2 separate regions of the Gossypium hirsutum genome follow, and region 2 is linked to region 1. Evidence: chromatin contacts called from public Hi-C data. All regions are on one chromosome and are shown on one strand. The core of a region is the stretch at or near the end of the contact, and the rest is flanking DNA. Distances in the headings are between cores, read along the strand shown. Region 1 has its middle 35 kb from the start of LOC107912927. Region 2 holds the start of LOC107912928 (E3 ubiquitin-protein ligase DA2L).

The links. A called contact is a pair of places that touch in the nucleus more often than the background predicts.
Region 2: a contact with region 1 is called in a Hi-C map of leaf, with 1.6 times the contacts expected there. The contact joins the promoter of LOC107912928 here to the enhancer-like site in region 1. A contact is called at or near these places in 6 of 34 Hi-C or Micro-C datasets (anther, callus and leaf).

The regions. Positions count from the first base shown.
Region 1 is chrA13:98,592,955-98,599,495 of Gossypium_hirsutum_v2.1, forward strand. No RefSeq gene overlaps it. Among protein-coding and RNA genes, the nearest start is that of LOC107912927, 35 kb to the right of the region's middle. Within about 2 kb of position 4,172, at least 5 of the 9 cell types and tissues checked have an H3K27ac peak or open chromatin away from gene starts, as enhancers often do. A contact at or near this core is called in leaf, where this site is marked.
Region 2 is chrA13:98,639,110-98,645,650 of Gossypium_hirsutum_v2.1, forward strand. LOC107912928 (E3 ubiquitin-protein ligase DA2L) reads right to left here and starts at 2,436. Exons shown (of 10, transcript XM_016841318.2): 1 at 2,196-2,436; 2 at 1,935-1,993; 3 at 1,297-1,792; 4 at 952-1,003; 5 at 828-873; 6 at 648-729; 7 at 395-539; 8 at 196-286. The coding sequence starts at 1,488.

The DNA.
Region 1 (6,541 bases), core at 2,922-5,421:
TTTAAGTCCCTCATTGAGGGCCGGTGAATCACATCGAAATCAACCAACCACCGTTAATCATTTCTTGATTAATCTCTTAGTTTTGTACTATTTACAATTTGGTCCTTAGATTAGTATATTTAATTTTCTTGTAAAATTTTCTTGTTATGATTTGTTGTACTATAAAATCATATCAGTAGTCGCTTAAACTCTATAGTGTACGCTATTTATCACTTAATCACCATCTCTTTTGGGTTTGATCTTTGGAATACTCTAGTGTTCCATTGTAACACTACAAATATTACAACTGACTTGCACGTTTGTAGTAAAATCGAACTTTAAAATTTTTTATAAAATCGTTTGTTTTATGCGCACGTGCCAACGCAGTCAGTAACATCTCTTATCCGACCCAATCGTCAGGTCCAAGCTATAGAGTGTCACATTCGTTGCTGGAGTAACTACTAACAAATTCACTATCATTTCACTTCACCAATCATGCAATCAATCAATAATACAATATAGAATAACATGAACATTCTTTTTCAGGTATTATACGAGTATACGAATGCTTTAAAGTTATCCTGAGATCAAATAAGGAACTTTTTGCAACACTCTTAAAATTTCAGATCAAATATTTTATAAATAAATAATTCAAATATTCAATCATATCATAAACACCTAGATATTATGATACACAACTAAATCTGAGTCTTAATCGAGCTTACTAAAACTCTTTTGTTAACTCGAGCGTGAAATAAGATCAAATTATAAAGTTTTTGAAATCCAGGTTGGCGTTGTGACGTCACCTCCTCCATGTCATAACGTAGCCAACATTTTGTCACGTTACAAGGTCAAGCCATTCGACGTCACAACGTCACCTACTATCTAGCTGACGTTGCGACGATGAAATGTGGTCGTCAAAACAAAGACTCTATTTTTAGGAAAAATCAAGCCATTTGGTACCTATTTCAAGCCAACCAATTGAAATACACTTTTGGTGAATATTTACACAACATTTCCCTACATAAAATGATGCCAAAATGCATATTATAACATCAATTACTCAATACTAAATTCAATCACTTCAACATGCCTTAATTTGACACAAAAACACATCAAACCATTTGTTAAAATATAAGTTAATCTCTCATGTTTTCAAGCCATTTAATAACATTTATGGACTTGATCATTGGAAAATAGGGTTCTAAAACCATCGTTTCCGACACCACTGGCATTTAGGTCGTTACATTATTGTTACTAGTAATGACCAACAGTGTGTGGATAATTTTGTTCAATCTTTGGACTCAAAATTTTCCCTTAAGGACTTAGAAAAATTGAGTTATTTCTTAGGGATTGAAGTGACCTATCCCTCTACTAGACTATCTCTCAATGAAAGGACGTATATTCTAGACTTACTAAGGAGAAGACATATGGATCAATCCAAGGAAACTCCCACTCCCATGGTTACCACATGTAATCTGTCAGCTCATGTTGGGAGTCCCATAAAAAATGAGTCTTAATACAGGAGTATATTAGAGGCTTTGCAATACATAGTCATCAATAAAACAAACATTTCCCCTTGATCAACACTTCAAAGTTGTAAAAATTATTTTAAGGTACTTGCACGATACTTTGGAACATGGCATAAAGTTCACTACAGTCTTTCAATTGTCTTTGAAGGGTTACTCAGATGTTAACTGGGGTAATGATCAATATGATAGGAGGTTTACCCCAATGTTTTATGTTTTATTAGGAAGTGATCCAGTTTCGTTGAGCTTTAGGAAGCAACAAGTGGTTTCTAAATCCATTGCTAAGGCTGAGTATAGGAGTTTAGCCCATGCCACTAGGAAATTTACATAGTTGCAGTCCTTGTTAGTAGAGTTGCAAGTTAAAGTCACAAGCAGAGTAGTTGTATAGTGTGATAATTCAAAAGTTGTAGTTGTCTCAACAAATCTAATTTTACTTTCTAAGTTCAAACATGTTGAGCTAGATTTTTTCTTTGTTTGAGAAAAAGTAGCAGTTGGAACTTTGTTAGTTGGACATGTTCTCATTCAAGACCAAGTAGCAGATGTTCTTATCAAGCCTTTTTTCAGTTGAATTCTTCACCAAGTTCAGGGCCATGCTTCAAGTTGTTAGCAGGAATGAGCAATTACACAACAAAAGCTGACAGGAGCAACCAAGCTAGGGAATATTAAGGAATGAGACTAATGAGTTGATAGCAGTTGTGTTAGCAATGTGTAGCTAGTTCATCTATTGTAGATTGTAATTAAGTGTTAGTTAAGATCAGTTAGTTAGGTAATTTAGTTAACTTTTGTAACCATTTTCAGTTTCAGCTAGTAGACAGTTAAAAATCAGTTAGGATTTTTTGTTAGCACTGAAATCCTAACTGATCTAGTAGCTTAATAACTCTTGAAAATAGTTATATTTCATGCTTTTAGACCTAGGTAATTGATTGTACTTAAGTACAATTTGTTGCATTTTAGGACATTTTAGTTAGCATTTTTAATATTGCATTAGGACTTGGATTGTGTTGGAATTAGGTGTTTTAATCGCTTGTGATGGAGTTTTTTGTGTTAGTGTGGCAGGAACAGGTTTTGGGATGAAGAAACAAATGAGTGAAGTTTTGTCAGGGCAAAGTGCTACAGTTTGCCAGCACAGATGTCATGGCAATGCCGGGAAGACCAAGTCAACATTTTTCGCGCAGCTGACCTTAGCCTAATCTATCTATAAAAACCAATAAAGGGGACCTCACAAACGACATCGAAGAAAGAGTGAGAGAAATCCTTGGCACAAATAAGGGTTCGACTGCGCAAAGCACAATAAGTCGAAGGCAGTCCTTTTTAGCCATCATAGGATGTTGTGCTGCCAAAGTGTAGACTGGGCAAGTGAAAGTTGCTTCCTGAAGTTCTTCCGTTATTTTATTCACAAGATTGAATTGAAGTAGTAGAACGCAATGGCAGATAATATTTTGGTTTGAAATTTTATTTTTCAGCCCATGAGCTAAATCTCATAGGGTTGGGCTTAACTGTTTTTATGGATGCAGTATTTATCTAATTTACTTTAATATTTCATTTGATTGTTCCTATTTCTTAGTTAGAATGCAACGATCTCTAGACATAGAAAGTTGTTTGCATACTAAAAACTGATTCTAATTCCGAACTGATTGGATTGGTTGGATTAAAATTAAATAAAATGAGCAAGTATTTGATCGACACTTGTAGTCGACTCTAGACATAGAGTCACGATCATACAGAAGGAACCCATGCAAGATATCTAAAAAGCCTTTAGACACGGGCAATGTAACTTTTCACAAGAGGCAGACCATTTTAGAACTCTTTTGTGCAGTAAAGTAGATTCAATTTTGCCAAGGCATTATTGATAGTAAGGGTCGATTCTGGGTAATCCTGACCTTCCAAATTAACATCACTCTATCCTTGTTCTTTTTCGTAGTGTCTTTGTCACAACATATTTAGTTGTCTATTTCTTTATTTACAGTCTATTTGGATAATCACTCTTGTTATTACCATTACATTTCTGCTTTCACTTTTGCCATAGCATTTCTAGTTATTCATTAATACCACATATTGCTTACATCATTACTCCACTAATTGTCAGTTCATATTTATCATTGACTTTTGCCATAGCATTAATCGCATTTTATTATAATAACTTGACTACTTTTGTGCCTCAATTCGATCCTCGTGGGAACGATACTCACTCATTACTTTATTACTTGAACCGATGTGTATACTTGCACAAATTGCATATCATTTCACACGCAACATAGCTCGTCTTGTATAAATAATAGGGCTCGGTCCTTACAGATTGTTAGAGTTCTTTCTCCATAAAAGTAAGTAGACATTTTTGCTTTCTCTTGCTATTCTTGCTGTTGTTCGATTCTTACAGTTAATAAAGATAAGGTTGATGGTTTTGCTGTGGTAGCTAGGAATGGAAATGTTGAAATGTCTAGGGTAGGCTCGGCTTTGGAAATTGCCGCAAAAGCCATGAAAAAAGTTCAACTTACTATGAGTAAGAATTTTCGTTGAATAATGATTCCAGGAATTTAAGAATTTTTAGTTATATGCAAGATATTAAGATGATGAGTAAAAAATTGATTCTCTTATTTGTTAACAAAGTGTCTAGGAAGCTAATATGGCAACAGATTGGCTGGTTAAGCAGTTGAAGAAAGGGACGAGTCTTGGTGATTGGGTCAATCTGCCCCATCCTCTCTTGTGCAAATCTCAACCTTATCATCAAGCCAAGGCTTAATTAGATAAAATTTGCAAATATTATCTAGAAAAAAAAGTTAATAAAAATATTCTCAAAATTTTACAGAATTCGATTCATTGCAACAATTTAATTACTATTATTGTAAAAAAAATATACTATAAAAACCGTCAAACCTTTAGCTTTTTTAGTAATATAAAAAAGGTCATATATTGGTTGAGGATTGAGGCATCAAAACAGAAGGAGGAATCATATTCCGTCTAGCCGACTTTTGGATTAATTTAATTCTTTAACTTAAACAGTGAATAAATTATTCAACTCTTCAATAATCCATCAATTATCTAATTGAATTAGGTTTAGATTGCAATTTTTTTTTAAAATAATTACTTTTTTGTAATAAAGAAATAGTAATATATGTCTATTTTGAAAGATAACAGGGAATAGAATAATTTTTCTGATATTTAAGAAAATAGATCTCTCTCTAAAATCGATCTAGATTTTTAATTTTTTTTTTAAATCACGTTTTTTTTTTAATTTTACCTTGTTATTAAGACATGATTCTACTGACCATTTTCAAAGATAAATATATATTAAATGGAATTGAGAAATAAAGTAAGTAAATAAATAAAAGAAAAAAAGAATTGAACGGACATAAATTATTCAAAGAATGCGATGAATCTGGGTTTTTCCTTTTTTTCACAATTATTAGTTAAGTGAATGAAAGTAAAGAATTTAGAGGAAAATGATGTGAAGAAACAATAATGGGAGGGACAGCGAAAGCTACGAATGAGAGAAGGCCACGTAATCTGATAAGGAAAGAGGCGTTCCCACGCATCCACGCGTTCAAATCCAACTGTTCAAGTGGAGGCTGCTCTTCTACCACGTGTGATTTCCTTCCAATTTTCGAGCTCACATTTTTAATTAATAAAAATGCCGACTCACAGTATTTTTCCAAAAAAAAAAAAAAGGAATCTTTGATGTTTTTTTATAGAATTGAAGTTAAGAAGTGGGTCTTTCCTTATCTTCCACCTAGGATGTTCATTTTAATAAATAATTCACACACAAGAAAAGAAAAATCTATTGAGTGTGACTCAATGGTCTAACTATGATCATTGATTACCTTTCTTTCTTTACCTTTTTCTTCCCGTCATTTTATTGTTGTTTTTTTATGACAACAAAGGTTACAAGTATTTTTGACCCACATATAAAATCTTCTACGTTTCTACTTCCACTTGACATTCAATCTTTTTAAATTTCAAATTTATACAATATGTTTCTTATAAATCAATTACCACATGCTGTGGCATATTATTTTTTTGTTAACATCGATTAGTGTGGGTGGAATCATTAAAGATTATGTTTATGTTTATCCTTTCCTTATTCATCCTTGTTTTATTATATTTAATACATTGTTTTTTTAAGTTTCTGTTGTTGTTTATTTTTTAATAATAATTAATTCAATTGAGTTCCAATTCCATTTTAAGATATCATTTCGTCTACCTTCTAATTTAACAAAATATGTATATGTCATGCAATTTTTAGTTTCACTCATGAAAATCAAGCATATTTTATAAATACGACCAATTATTTATCTCTTCAAAGGGTATCCAAAACAAAAGATTAGTTATTAAAATAATCACTATTATTAATAGTAGATATCTTAATTTTAACCAAACAAAAGTTAACATGTATTTGTCCAATAACTAGATTACTATCCAATTTATTAGATAGAGATAATAAGATTCAAATTCTTTTTTGAATTATTTTTTTTATATTTGTCTATACAATACGTTTATTTCTATTTATGATCTCTCAAACTTTTAAATCGAAGGGAAGAAAAAAAAACACATTTAAGTCATCCTCATTATTGTAATAATAATGTGTTCACTAAATTAAGATTGAATCTTTTAATATTTTTATACTTAAAAAGAAAGGTAAATATGTGTTTTTAATTTTTATTCTACAAAATAATATTTTCAATTGTCTTTGTTATGGGGGTGGGTTGGTGCAGGACAGTGAGGGCAAGTGGATCAAGGGGTTCTGGCGTACCACGGGTTGCCCGTCTGTTGTTCAAACTGAATTGTGGGGTGCGTATGAAGGTTAACCTTTGGCTTTGGATTATGGATTTCATAAGGTTATTTTCCCTTTGTTACAACATACTAAGGTGGTGTGAGTGTTGTGGCATGCAGCTCAAGTGTAAAAATTGGGAGGTAGTGATTAAGCACGTGTTTGAAGAAGGAAATCAATATACAAATTAGTTAACAAAAGTAGCGATAGATATGTCTTTTGAGCTCCGAAGTTCCACAAAACTTGAATCAGATATATAGATTGTGGT
Region 2 (6,541 bases), core at 1,186-3,685, 44 kb after region 1:
CTCAAAAACACTAGTGAATGGTGAAATAAATCTCACCTCACAAAAGTTGAAAGTAAACACATGGACCTGTCTTACAACATGAGTTCTGTGATTGCAATACAAACTAGCAACCGTGATCCATGCACTTTTCCCCCTCTTAACATATGAAGAGTAAATCCTATGCAAGGACACAAAGTTACCTAAAAGTTTGCCTACCTGTTAACCCTAGGATGCGAGCGTTGTCCAATCATCAAGGCAGCCTGTGAATCTTGAGAAGAAAATATTTCCTCCTCCCTGGGGGATCTATCTGCAAATAACGAGAGAAAAGGAAGGAATAAAATTTCAAGACAGAACAATGTCAAAGGAAGTGAAGAACGAATATGCAAGAAAAACCAGAATAACAATAAATTGACACCTGCAATTGAGTTGTACTGAACTTCTCCTGGTGCAACCGCAGTGCTTGAAGAACTCAAGTCTTGTCTTTTCAGCATTCTCTCTTCGTCATCCTGAAGTTCCTGCTGCCTCATTCTAATTTGTGCTTCTATGACACGCTGTTCTTCCTGCAAAATTTAAATAGCAAAACCCAATATTAAACTCATTTTGTATCCAGCGATTATCATAGGAATTACACCATCTCTTTTTTGCTTTGGAAAGAGGTGTGAGCTTACAATTTGCTCTATCCCTTTTTCCTCTTTTGTTTTCACACCTCGATACTCGACAGCATAATTTGAGGTTTTGCAGAAAGGACACCTCAAAACGTCAAGGAATGTAAACATTGGAGTACAAGTATACACACAGCTAATCAATTTGAAAATTTCTACAGTCAATTTCATTGATGTGAAGGATACTGGGTAGGACGGGTTGAATTAGGATTCTTCATCTGCAGAAAACACTCTGGTGCAAATAAGATGTGTCAACATTGCATGTAACTAGCAATATCAGTAGCATTTAGAAAATCCAAAGATAGCTTACCTGTACAGATACTTTTCATACAACATCTTGATCTGTTGAGACTTGGATAATACTAAAATACAAAAGGAAAAAAGAAAATCATATTCATATTCAACTGCAACTAATTTTAAAAGCTAACCACAGATAATACTAAAATACAAAAGGAAAAAGGAAAACCATACTCATATTCAACTGCAACTAATTTTAAAAGCTAACCACACATGAATTAACATTCAATAAAAACCAGTAAACAAGGGCTCATTCTAAGCAGTGACTGATAAAGCAAAAGGATAAAAAGAGCATGATATTTACAATTGGATAGCAATTAGCAAGCATAAGAAGAAAGCCAATGAGATAAATACAAACCAAAAAGCAAATTGGGCATTCTTCAAGATCAGAACAGCATTCTTCATCGCCAGGATAGCAAGGAGCAAGCTTCGATTCAAGTATCAGCTTTCTTAGTTTCTTAATATCCACATCTTTATGAACATACAACCCTTGTGGGCGTGTATACTTCTCATCGACGACTTGCCTCCGCCTTCCCAACTTATTACCCATCAAAAAGAATATCCCAAAACTGTATCCCCTAACTGTTCTCTTTCCTTCTTCTTCTTCCTCTAATTCGACCCAATATTTGATTATTTTTCAAATTCTTCAAGACAAAAACCAATCAAAATAGCTGCAAATTTGGTTTTTGGTAAATTGGTTTACTAAAAATTACCAATTATGAACAAATAATCACGTAGAATCTACAACCATAATTCGTAGTTTTACAACATAATCAAACACACACACTACATTAAAACTGAATTCTAATCCAAACAAACAATAGTTCATTATCTAAAATCATGCCCCATGAATCCTGCAAGTGCAATAAAAAAAAAAACCTTGAAATTAAACATATATATTAATAGTTAAACATGCTTCAAAATGTAATATAGAAACCAAAATTTGATTAAAAAGAAAACGCTAAGTTCTGAATTACAAAAGGAAATTTAACTTACCAAGTCCAACTTTCACAGCTGAATTGGCCAGTGTAATCCTTCCCGAAACATGGCCATACCTATAATTAAACCAAAGAAAGAAAAACATTAAGACTAAAAAGAACAAAGTAAAATCATTGCAAAAACAGATTCACTTACAAGGAAAAATACAAATTCGAACCAAAAGACAAAGCTTTTGAACAGAAGAAAATCGAAGCAAACGAAAAGAAAAAACAGAACTTTACTAAATTATGGGCAAATTGAGAGAAGAAAGAAACTGACCTTGAAACCTGAAAGGGAATTGGCGGAAGCGAGTTTAGGGGCTTAAAAGAAAGAAAAGGAAAGAAAGGGAAAGACTTTGGCAAGGAGAATGGAAACACAATCTCAACTTTCTCTCAGAAAAAGAAAGAAAGAAAGAAATTTTATTTTTATTTCTTGTTGTAAATTGTTTATATTATTTCATAAATAAAAATTCGCATACACGTATTTGTTCTTTTTTCTTATTCATTTTTTGGTTTCTTTCGGCGTTTGGATGGAGACTCGTAGATATAAAGACAAACAAAATACGAGAAAATGTTATTATTTTTATTTTACAAAAAAGAAAAAAAATACTGTAGTGATGTTTTCTATAACTGCAATATTATTTATTGCTCTAATTGTTAATTGTTAATTTTAAATTTTCTACTTAAAATTTTAGTATATTACTCTCTATTTTTATTTATTTTATTTTAGTATGAATTTGAATTCTTTAACGTCTTAGCAATTTAATGATATTTGGTTTTCTTATTTTTCAATTTTTACAAATTAAAGTCATTAAGTTTTTTACTTTTTTATTTATTAATATTTAAGTTGTTGAATTATTTTTTAAAATGAAAATATTATACAAATCCAAGTGAATGATCATTTTTCTTTTCATTTGAATTAATTTATCATGGAAAACTTTTAAACTACTTTTCTGAAAGAATGCATACAAATTACATTTTTTTTTAAAAAAATGAAAGGAACGAAGGGATAATTGAAATTAATTAATCTATTCTTTTTATTAATTCACTAAATCATCCAAGTTTTTGTTAATTATATGAAAATGAATAAGTATATTGAATATTCTATCGGATTTTTATGTGATGAATGTAATTTTTTTATTTAATTATAATGTGTGACATGGGATCTATTTGATTTTTGTAAATACGACATATTTTATGGTTAATTATTTATTTATTTATTTGAAAAATTAATTCATTAATTCATTAATGAGTGAAATCATACAATTCAGAGAAAAAATAGTAAATATTTGTCATCTATTGAAGGATAATATTTAAATTATTATGATACATTGACAATTGACCTTGTTACAACTCATATACAACATATTTAGAGTGATTGCAAGCACTTAATACAATAAGGAAATCAGGTCCAGATGGTCCAAAGCGCGGAGTAAAAATTAATAAAAAAAATTGAGCATTCATCAAAACAACAACAAAATCATCCTTAAATTTATTTGTAAAATTACTACTACATACATAAGAAATATTAAAAAACTTGTTATAAGGGGATTATTTATTTAAAAAAAACTACTTATTAGTGATTAATTTGGAAGAAAAATGTATTTAAATTTGAAAAAAAAAAAGAAAAGAAAAGAAAGGGATGATTAAGTTTGAGAATTAAAGAAGGAAAGGGTGGAGTAGTAAAGGAGGAAAGGATCAAATCAACACCACTCCAATTTAGTTTACTGTTTACTTCTCTCCCCCTCTTACCCGCGCGTCTTTTTCAATCGCCTTCTCCCTTCTTTATCTTTTGTATTATATGTTTTCATTTTTTAATTATTTTATATTTTTCCTTTTGGAGTATATCTAATTTTTTATCTTAAGAATTAGCTATTTTTTTTATTATAAAAAAGGATTAGCTACTAATTTTAAAGAGTGTTTTTAAGTCATTAATTATAAAATAAAATTTGATATTTTTTTGAGAGTTATTGTTTAGTACATTTCTAATAAAAAAAATTCACAAACATTTGTTAAGTTATATTTAAAAATATAATTAATAAATAAAAAAATCAAAATAATATTTTTAATTTTATTAAATTTATCTCTAAATATTTAATTTAACTTATTTTTTAAATATTTTAAATGATATAGATCTTATTTTCCAAGTAATTTATTTATTAGTTAAAAATGGATGATAATTTATTAATAAAAGGATGTAAAATTAATTGTACGCTGGATGGACAAAAGTGGGGTAACTAATCTTTCCCAAAAGCAAGAAGGTATGGCCCATTAAAAATGAAGGGATTTTTTTGTTTGTCCACATCTGCCAGACTGTGGACCATAATTTAACTCCCTTTTAATTGGTTGACCAAAATTCTTAAATCTTCATTATCTTTCTCATCTCTTTGCCTACCTTCATTCACTCACATCAATTTCTTTATCCATTTATGCATTTTATTCCATTAAATCTGAGTTTAATTTAATGATTTGTTTGAGTTTCAAATCGCGTAAACCACATTTAGTTTTTTTTTTTAAATTTATTAGGGTAAATTATACCATTAGTTACTAAATTATAAGTAAATTTTTATTTTGATTATTAAATTATTCGAAAATTTTCATTTAAGCCATTAAACTATTGAAAAGTTTTTGTTTAAGTCATTGATCTTTTAATCAATATCCATTGAAGAGTAGAAGAACATACATTAGACCCAAATCGATATGATGTCGAAGATTGAAGAAAAAATTATTTGAATTTTGGTTCATAAATTTGTGATGTCCAAAAGTATTTTATAAAAAGAAAACTAAAATGTAGAAGAGAATGGGAAAGATAGTTTCAGATTGGTGCATGTATTAAAGCTAACAACTCAATGATTTAAATGAAAATTTTTGGATAGTTCAGTGATCAAAACAAATACTTACCCATAGTTTAGTGGCTAATGGTGTAGTTTACCCATTTTATTACGTTTAAGTCTCATCATGTATGAACCTTATTCGGATATATTTTGATTAATAATCAGATCATGTTTTGAATCGGTTGATGCTTACTATACTTATTCAAATATGTAATATTTATAATTGTAATTGTAATTACATATACATTTCTCCAAAGATTGTTGCATATGAGTTTGGACCCCAAAAGCATATGTCCAAGTTAATGATTCTATGTATGTGATCGTTGAACCTAATCGCTCATAACACAAATTATTTTTAGTTTGTATGGTTTGACATTAATAAATAAGTTGTGGTTGGAGGAATATGAAGTTTAATATTTAGATATAAGAAACTGTTGAATAGGGCTGGTATGCATTTGGTTCACCCAATTGGTTATGGATGGTGGAACCATAACGCTTATGGCTAATCTCTTTGCTAAATTATGTAACCGAACCTCATTATCCAACCTTTTTAATCCTTGGAGTTGTTCCTATGAACAATAAAAATCTTTAAATGAGTGGTTATCTATAGTTTGGTAAGCCAAATTTTGTTGTCTTCCGTGGGGACACACATTTGTTTTTAGATGTACTTGTGACTAACATGTTTATCGGTGCATCACAAATGGAAATTCACAGTATACCTTTAAAAATTAAAAATTTTGGTTAATCTAAATTCCATTTGGGTTTGATTAAAATCTACTAGATTTTTAAATGATTAATCAAACTTGACAGATGCCTATTGCAATTTTAAACTCTAGGAAAGATCAAATGAAGGATAAATTGCAATCACCATTGATAGTGCAAATCTATTATTGTGCTAAATGTTACGTAATATATTCTAACTATACAAACATATATAAACCCTAAATAGCATGGTTTGGGAGTAAAATTGAAAAGTTGAGTTAACTAGTGTTGATACAAGACACAACAAGGGAGGAACACAAGGAGGAACAAGAAGGAAATCAAGGTGGTGATATGGAGGCTGGTTTACCTAAAGAAGTCGAGTTGCGGAACAAAGACAAGAGGACATATTGACTATTGAGTGCTCAGAATGGCTTTATTGGAACCAAGAGTCGATCCCTTCTTTATTGTTGATCAAGGTAATTTTTATAGGAGAGGTCTCCTTGTTCATTAGTGTGATGTGGCAAATTGCTATGAAGAAAGTTTATCATCGTTCAATGCATGAAGGACATATACTAAGGGGCTCATTTCTTTATTCATTCAATCAGTACAAGGTTGTTATGCTCAAATGAGTACCTTATAACCTTGAGGGTGTGTTCACACCTAAAAGTAGATTTCTGACCTTTCTTGAGAGAGGTGAATGGTCTTACCAAGGGGTGCTGATAGCTATATATTATGACTATTTAGATAAGTGTTGAATGTAAAATTTCTACTATCTAATATATCTTTACCAATTTAGCGAATTTAAGCTTAGAAATCTATATATAATTACTTTATAAAAAAATTCTCTTAACACATGTTAATAATAATAAGTCAATTTATCCAAAGGAGGTACTGATTTCCAAGTTTTTTTTTATACAACTTATTTCCAAGTTATAATATTTAAAAATTGATATTAATAATAAAATATTTTATTTCAAAAATTGATTTTTAAGGTTAGTTGATTTGTGAAAATATATTTTCAAATACAACCATGTAAATGTATTGATATTTAATTTGAGAATCTTTAACTATAAGTCATGTAGCAGTTATA